2 separate regions of the Rattus norvegicus genome follow, and region 2 is linked to region 1. Evidence: chromatin contacts called from public Hi-C data. All regions are on one chromosome and are shown on one strand. The core of a region is the stretch at or near the end of the contact, and the rest is flanking DNA. Distances in the headings are between cores, read along the strand shown. Region 1 has its middle 17 kb from the start of Mat1a. Region 2 overlaps Mat1a (methionine adenosyltransferase 1A).

Region 1 (3,927 bases), core at 975-3,474:
TGTGAAGATCTTTATCAATGCCCGTTCTGGACGTCTCCTGACTAACTCTCAGCCTGAGTCGTACATTCTCTTTCGCACGGCACAGGCGACATACTCATTGAGCCCGTTTCCTCACAACGTAAGCCTCCCTCTCCTCCCCTCCCCTCCCCTCCCCTCCCCTCCCCTCCCTTCTCCTCCTCTCCCCTCCCCTCAGAAACCTTTAAGATTAGAAACTTTGCCAGGCAAAGGGGAAACTGATATTACTTACTCCAGACTCCTGCCACCCTGTTTGCCAAGGCACCAATAAATCTCTTACCTTGAGGATAACCCTAACCATTGAATATGTTTTTTAATTGCTTTCCCAAAGGCCGCTGGTGTGCCTGTCGTGACTTCTCCTGATGCTTCTGCAGCAGTTTGGACGGCAGAACATTAATCCTATTCCACAATTCTGGTGGCTTTCGGTTAGATTTGATCGTGTCCAATGGCCCGGGCAACCATTTGTTGTAAATAGGTTGCTATGAAGAAAGCTCTCGCACCTTGGTCCGTTGGTTGAATGAGTGTAGTCACAGTTGGTAAACACAGCCTTCAAGCTAGTCACCAGTGTGGATGGCGCCCACGTACTTTGGATACCCATAAGATCAAAAGATGCTTGAAAGTCATGCTATTTCAGTATGTAGAATGCTCTTGCCTGTAGGGTAAAATAGTCCAAAGACTGGTCTTCAGACAATGCCACCATTACCCAGACTTTCTTGTTCTGGTGATAACAAGTGGGAAACAAGTGTGCTTGCTGTCAGCTTTGAATAGTCCAGGCTTCTCTAGCTGTCAGCAAAGGGGTTTCATTTGAACCCTGCAGCATCTCCCGCCCAGAGCACCATCCCAGAGTCTTAGAATGCATAGGCTCAATGCCTCCAAGACAGGTTCATTTCATCAACATTAAGCAGTTGTTACATTTTTTTTCCTCAACCATAGAAACCCCATGCAGCTCCCCCTCCTGGGTCAGTACTTGCCCCCTACTGTTGTCCTTCAGATTTAAAAATTATGATGTTCCAACTCCCACTCAGTAAGTCTGGGCTGGGACTGAAAATCTTACACTCTTTTCTGTCTTTATTTTATTTGTTTATTTAGGAAGGGTCTCATGTGGCCTTGAACTCCCAATTCTCCTGCATCTACCACCGCACCCTGATTGAAATTTGTATTGCTACCAAATTTCCAGGCACTCTAGGGTACACAAGGGAGCCTTGTGGAAGCCTTGGGCATAGGTCGAGTCCGTTCCCAAGATCCTAGAGAGCATCGCATTGCTTTCCAAAGTAGCCAAAGAATTTGCACTGCGCCTCTCAGTTGGGCATGGGGGTCCCTATTGCGGTCTTCCTTTCTGGTACCCAGGAATGCTTCGCTCCTACCATCCCCCCATCACAGAAGCACACTTCACAGTTTCTTTGTGGTTTCATTTGCATTTTCTTCTATTACGTGTAAGACGACATCGTTTCGTGTTTACTGCTGATTGATTTGCGCCTCCAGGGGCCACATGCTCAGTGTTTGCTTACACACCGTATTGATTTGTCTGTGTCTATCTTATTGATTTTTCTTGTTGAATGTATGTTGGGAAACCACTCAGGTGGTAGACTGACTTCACATGCCTTACCGTGCTTACTGTTTGGGAAAAGCATTTGGTTTTATTTTATTTAAATACTCCATTTATGTCTTCCCCCATTTCCATAAATAATTTTTCAAATCTTCTAGGATGGATGGGTCACTTGGCCAAAGGATTATCTTTTCAAGTTTATTCTATTCCAAGCTGACCAGGAATCAAACTTAAAATGTAAAGGTGTGGTAAAGTGTACTGTTAGCAGTTATACAGAAGAAAAGGATTCTGGTTCCTGACTCAAACGGTGACAAATGGATTTGAGGCGCTGAGGCCGAACCTGTCTGCTGCTGCTCCAGCAGGTCAACCCACCCCGAGATTTTTTTGAATCCCAAAGTACAAGTTAGTGTGGGAGGATTCACAGCTGGGAGGCACACGGACTGACTTTCCATGCTGTGAGGCTGACCATGGTTGGTGGACAGATTTTATGAGTCACAAGAAATGTTTACATGCTCCAAAATAACTTCCGTGTGACCATTCTGCCCAACGAGGTATTTATTTGCGTCAGTCCCGTTTTGAAATTCAGCTACCTCTGGTATTTTGGTCCATTCCTTTAAAAGGAAGAAAACATGTACTATGATCCAGACATGATGCAAGAGTCTACATAATCTGGGCTCTGTCGAGCCTCGCTAGTGTCTGTGTTTTATAGAGGCAGAGGTGTAAGTTCAGAGAGCATGGACTGGAGAGAAAAAGAGAGGAGTGTGACAGAAATGGCCTGCTGGAGACTTCTGAAAGCAGGGCAGAGCCCCGGGGAAGGCATGAAAGGGCTACCTCTGGTGGGAAAGTAGATGGTGGACACAGTGCTAGCTGGCCTCTGGCCCACGGGGCAGGATCTGAATCCAGTCCAAGAGCTGCTGTTACTTTACCCTTCCTGATGTAACAGGTGATCATTATTAATCAGAAGCCACGGGTAGAACTCCAGCACTTACAGGACAAACACAAAAGCGCCAGGAGTTCAAGGCCAGCTTCAGCTACACAGGGGTCTGGGGCCTAAGGTACACAAGACACTCGGGTGGAAACAAAAAGATGGCAGCAGATTGACTCAGCCAGGAAAGGTACTGACTGCTGAGTCCGATGAGCTGAGTTGGATCTCCTGAACTCAGGCGGTGAAGGAGAAAACTCGTTTGTTTAATTCCAGCAGAGGAGCCCGGAGGATCCTTGGGTCCTGGCGATCAGCCGGGTTAGCTAACTGAGCAAGCCTCAGTCAGGCTAGTAAGAGAAGCCATATCACAAATAGAAAACAAGGTGCACGGCTCCTGAGGACAGCCCAGGCTGTCCTCTGCTCTCCAGGCACGTGTGCACACATGCATATACAACATACATACACATGTACACACACACAGAGAGAAAGCAAGTCAGCGAGTGAGAGTGAGTGAGAGAGAGAGGGAGAGAGAGAGGAGAGAGAGAGAGTCTAAGGGCTGAAGATGGCTCAGCAGGTAAGAACACTTGCTATTCCTGCAGAGTTTTGTTCCTAGTACTTATGTCTGTAACTTCAGCTTCAAGAAATCTGACATTCGGGGCTGGGGATTTAGCTCAGTGGTTAGAGCGCTTACCTAGGAAGCACAAGGCCATGGGTTCGGTCCCCAGCTCCGGAAAAAAGAACCAAAAAAAAAAAAAAAGAAATCTGACATTCTTCATGGGCAACCCCCACCCCTCATGCATACACACACACACACACACACACACACACACACACACACACACACACGCAGACATATAAAAAAATAAAACAAATCTTATAAGATTTTTTTCTAAAGCACAAAAGATTAATAAAAGAAATCAAGCTCTCTCTCTCTTTCTTTCCTCCACAGTCTCTGTCTTTGGAGTGTTGCAAATCCCTGCTTTATTGATGTGTTGGTGTGTGGTTTACTGGAGAAGTTGTGTTGGGGAAAAGATGAACTGTCAGTGACTTTGCCACGGCTGTTGGTGATATTACACAACCCTAGGCCGACGACCTAATGTCAGCTACGGGAGCAAACTGAGGTCACTCAGCTTGGACAAAGTGTATTTTCTAGCTTTCCTATTTTTGTTGTTGAATTTCGATGAGTTCACTTAGGGCACAGTTGAAATCTCTATACATTTAATAAGATTTCTTGAGACTGTTTTGAAAACAAGACCATTTTACATTAGGTAGCTATGGCCGTGCTGACCTTATTCAAAGTGGCTTCAGGGATGCCTCCAGATGTCTACACAATTCTCAACACATCAGAACAAAGAAAGCTGTAGATGAAAAAGGGCTAGAATGGAGAGGCAACATCTGATTCCTTGGTATAGAATTTAATATATTAATTGTTGTAGATCGAATC
Region 2 (3,959 bases), core at 112-2,611, 35 kb after region 1:
CACAATAAGGTGGTATCGTCATTATCCACAGTGACAGATGGGGAAACTGAGGCTCGGAGAGTTATGGAGCTCTGACAGGTTCCTATAGCTGCGTGCACCAGAGTCAAGAAACAGATCTTGACTCTAGGAATTTTGACTCTAACCCTCACACCTGCATCCCAAACAAGATGTTGACCAGAGTGATGACACATGGATTGACAAGAGGTTATGACCTCTTATTTAAGGCCTGGGTTTCAGGAGAATTAGATGAACCTAATGGCTCTTGGTGAGCCCTGGACAGTGTTCCCACAAAATCAAGATGGAAACATGTAAGTGTCTCATTTGTTCTGGAAGAGGGCTTAAGGAAAGCTGAGCATCTTGGTCTATAAAGCTGGACTGGGGTCTGTAATTAAGAGGAAGCTTCATGGTCCTAGCGCCCAACACTCAAAGACAGGTGTGTGAATTCTTTGAGCATGGGATCTAATCATGGACAGCCCCATGTGCTTGCTTCCTCACAGAGGAGAGGCAGTTCGTTGTTCCAGCACAGACAACCAGCCTCTATAGGGGACCCTTCAAGGCTTTCTTGTGCCCTGGACCCTCACACTTATGCAGTCTGAATGCTGCTAGGGAAGTGGGTGATCCAGGTGAGGAGCCAGCGTCCAAGCAGTTGACAAGTTGCCCAAGATCTCACAAGAACTGACTTTTACCAGGTAGCCTGGGTGTGTCTGTCTAGCAGAGTCCTGAGAACATGTCTCTAGGTGTCCCATCATGATCAGCATCACACACCCAGCCTGTCCCTCGTTGGGGCTTCCCCACAGCATACTGCCCTCATAGCTCTCAAACACGTGGCTTCAGGAACGGACCTGGCTCATATCGATGGTTCTGGCTTAGGAGAAGGACTGAGCAGCTTCATCAAGGAGCAGACACCTTGCATCTGCCTTAACTGGACAGAGACCCCAGCTTTCCCCATTCCACCAGGGCGAGGAAACAGCAGAGAGAAAAGCCCCAGGAGCCAACAGATCCTGAAGCTGTATGTGATGTAGAAGCTTGGGTCTTTCCATGGGGTCAGGGCTGCCTGGGAGCCAAGTTCCTCACAGCAGAGGGAAGGATGGGTATGCAGAAGGCTGAATTCCTGTAACTTAAGCTTTATCTAAATAAAAATCCAGAATTGTATACTTGTTCTAACCCTGAGTGTAATGAGCCTCTTTTTTTCTTTCAACATTTCATATGAAACAAAGACATTAGTTGTCGATATTACCTGATGATAGTTGGCGAATAAAAACTCAAGGAGCGATGACTCTCTTCTTGCAGTTTATGGTGTGTGCGTATGTCCAAGGGAGGGTACTAGGACACTGGGTATCCTGCTTCTTACTCCCTTGAGACAGTCCTTCACAGAGCGAGACTGGTGGCCAGCAAGCCCAAGCGAGCCTCCTTTCTTCGTCCCTCACCACCGTGCTGGAGTGGCAGGTGTGCACATGGCCACACACACACACACACACACGGCGATTTCAGATGAGCGCTAAGGATTTGAACTCAGGTTCTCATGCTTGCACAGTAAGTGCCGTTATCCCCTAAGGGATCTGTGCAGACTTGCTATGCTTGGCTTTGTTGGCAAATGAGCTGCTTCACTGTGGAGCACTTCTGACTCCCCCACACCCAGAAAATCTGGGTGCTGTTTTCAGGATTACCCCAGCCCTGACCTGTAGGGAAGCTCCTCCAACCCTGGTGAACTAACATTTTCTCACTGACTCGCTCCTGTACTGTCAGCGAGTTACTGCATTGGCTCCATGTCCCTCTAAGGTAGAGATTCTTATAGTTAATTCCTTTTGCAGTCATCAAGTCCTGAAGGTGTGCTGAAGCAGCAGGTAGAGCCGAACTCTTGTAATTTCCTAGGAGTTGGTACTGGGGAAGGCATCGATTCTGGGACATGTGCTTGCAGGAGGCTGAGGGCAGGTCAGCATGGCTCCTCATTCCCATGCCCTGGGCATTGGGAAGGACTGGGGTCTAAGACCCAGGCCTATTGCTGAGAGGAGAGGACAGAGGCACCAGTCAAAGACATTCTGGTCTCAGGTCTTGGGTGTGGTTGGTTCTACATTCAGAACAGCCTCTAGTCCTAGAGTCAGGAGATAGTTTCTTCACAGAAAAGTGACCTTCTTCAAGAACCTCTGTGAGCAGCAAGACCCCCATGAAACATCTGGGAATGCCTATTTGCAGTATGGAGGTTTGTGAATGAAAACGGGAAAAATTATTACTAAAAGGAAGAAAGTGAAGGGCTCAAAATTCCAGCCTGGGTAGGAGAGTAGCTCATGAAGCTTTACCACCCACCAAAGAGCCATTGGCAATTGGTGATGCTGGGGGACAGAAGAGTCCATTTCCTCCAGGGAGGCAACCCCTGAGCAGCTCCAGTAGTTGGTCACATATCTATGCACATAAAGGCACACTAAATGGACTCTTGGCTTTGTTTTCTTTTTGTTGCTGTTGTTAGTGGGGTTTTTTCCACATAAAGTTGGGGAAAAAAACTGTGGTAGGGCACAGGGGTGAAAGTGAAGGGGAGGAAAATGGGTGGATTTGATCAAAGTGAGTTACATGCATGTTTGACACTCTCAATAGAAGAAGAGGGAAGGGCTGAGAAGTTGGCTCAACGGTTAAGGCACTTGCTGTGCTGGTGGCAATCATGAGGATAAGAGCTCAGATCCCCATTACCCAGGTTAATTTCAGGTAGGTGTGGCAGCTCAGCTATAATTCCAGCACTCGGGAGATGGAGGCAGAAATAACTCAGAGTCAAGTGGCCAGGTAGACAATACCGACAAAACCTGGGTTCAATTGAGACACCCTACCTTAAGAATTAAGGTTGACAGTCAAAATGGCTAAGATATAAAACTTAGGTGACAGCAGATGCTGGCAAGGATGTGGAGAAAGAGGAACACTCCTCCATTGTTGGTGGGATTGCAGACTGGTACAACCATTCTGGAAATCAGTCTGGAGGTTCCTCAGAAAATTGGACATTGAACTACCTGAGGACCCAGCTATACCTCTCTTGGGCATATACCCAAAAGATGCCCTAACATACAACAAAGACATGAGCTCCACTATGTTCATAGCAGCCTTATTTATAATAGCCAGAAGCTGGAAAGAACCCAGATGCCCTTCAACAGAGGAATGGATTCAGAAAATGTGGTTCATTTACACAATGGAGTACTACTCAGCTATCAAAAACAATGAGTTCATGAAATTTACAGGCAAATATCATCCTGAGTGAGGTAGCTCAATCACAGAAAAACACACATGGTATGCACTCACTAATAAGTGGACATTAGCCCAAAAGTTCAAATTACTCAAGGTACAATTTACAGACCACATGAAGCTCTAGAAGAAGAATGATCAAAATGTGGATGCTTCACTCCTTCTTAAAGGGGGAACAAAAATATCCATAGGAGGGGATATGGAGACAAAGTTTAGAGCAGAGACTGAAGGAATGGCCATTCAGAGCCTGCCCCACATGTGGCTCATATATATATATATACAGCCAGCAAAACTAGATTAGATTGATGAAGCTAAGAAGTGCGTGATGACAGGAACCGGATATAGATGTCTCTGAAGAGACACAACCAGAGCATGTCAAATACAGAGGCAAACACTAGCAGCAAACTACTGAACTGAAAACAGGACCCCCATTGGATGGAATGATGGCCTGGCTTCAGCAGGGTCATTACCCTGTGGCCACCAGGATACTGGCAGGACTAAGCTCAGCCTCTCATTGAAGGAGAAGGGAAGTAGTCTCTGGAGTTCCTCAGCCCTTCTTCACCTCTTCAGAGCATCTGGTTCCAAGAGCCTACCTCAACACCACTACCATCCTTACAGGTCACATGCTGAGGACTTTGGGGAAGCCTTTACCATTTGTGATCTACAACCTCAGGACCAAGACTGGGGAGCCAGGACTGTTCTGCTCAGTAGCTTGGCTGAACCAACGTTAAGCATGG

What was found. Hi-C and Micro-C count contacts between places; a contact is called where the count stands out from the background.
Region 2: a Hi-C map of liver shows a contact between it and region 1, with 9 times the contacts expected there. The contact joins two enhancer-like sites. A contact is called at or near these places in 6 of 12 Hi-C or Micro-C datasets (the A7r5 cell line, hepatocytes, kidney and 2 more).

What each region holds. Positions count from the first base shown.
Region 1 is chr16:16,998,452-17,002,378 of GRCr8, forward strand. No RefSeq gene overlaps it. Among named protein-coding and RNA genes, the nearest start is that of Mat1a, 17 kb to the right of the region's middle. Within about 2 kb of position 2,225, at least 5 of the 93 cell types and tissues checked have an H3K27ac peak or open chromatin away from gene starts, as enhancers often do. A contact at or near this core is called in hepatocytes and liver, where this site is marked.
Region 2 is chr16:17,034,205-17,038,163 of GRCr8, forward strand. Mat1a (methionine adenosyltransferase 1A) reads left to right here. Exons shown (of 9, transcript NM_012860.2): 9 at 1-1,164. Among named protein-coding and RNA genes, the nearest start is that of Sftpa1, 6.1 kb to the right of the region's middle. Within about 2 kb of position 1,362, at least 2 of the 93 cell types and tissues checked have an H3K27ac peak or open chromatin away from gene starts, as enhancers often do. A contact at or near this core is called in hepatocytes and liver, where this site is marked.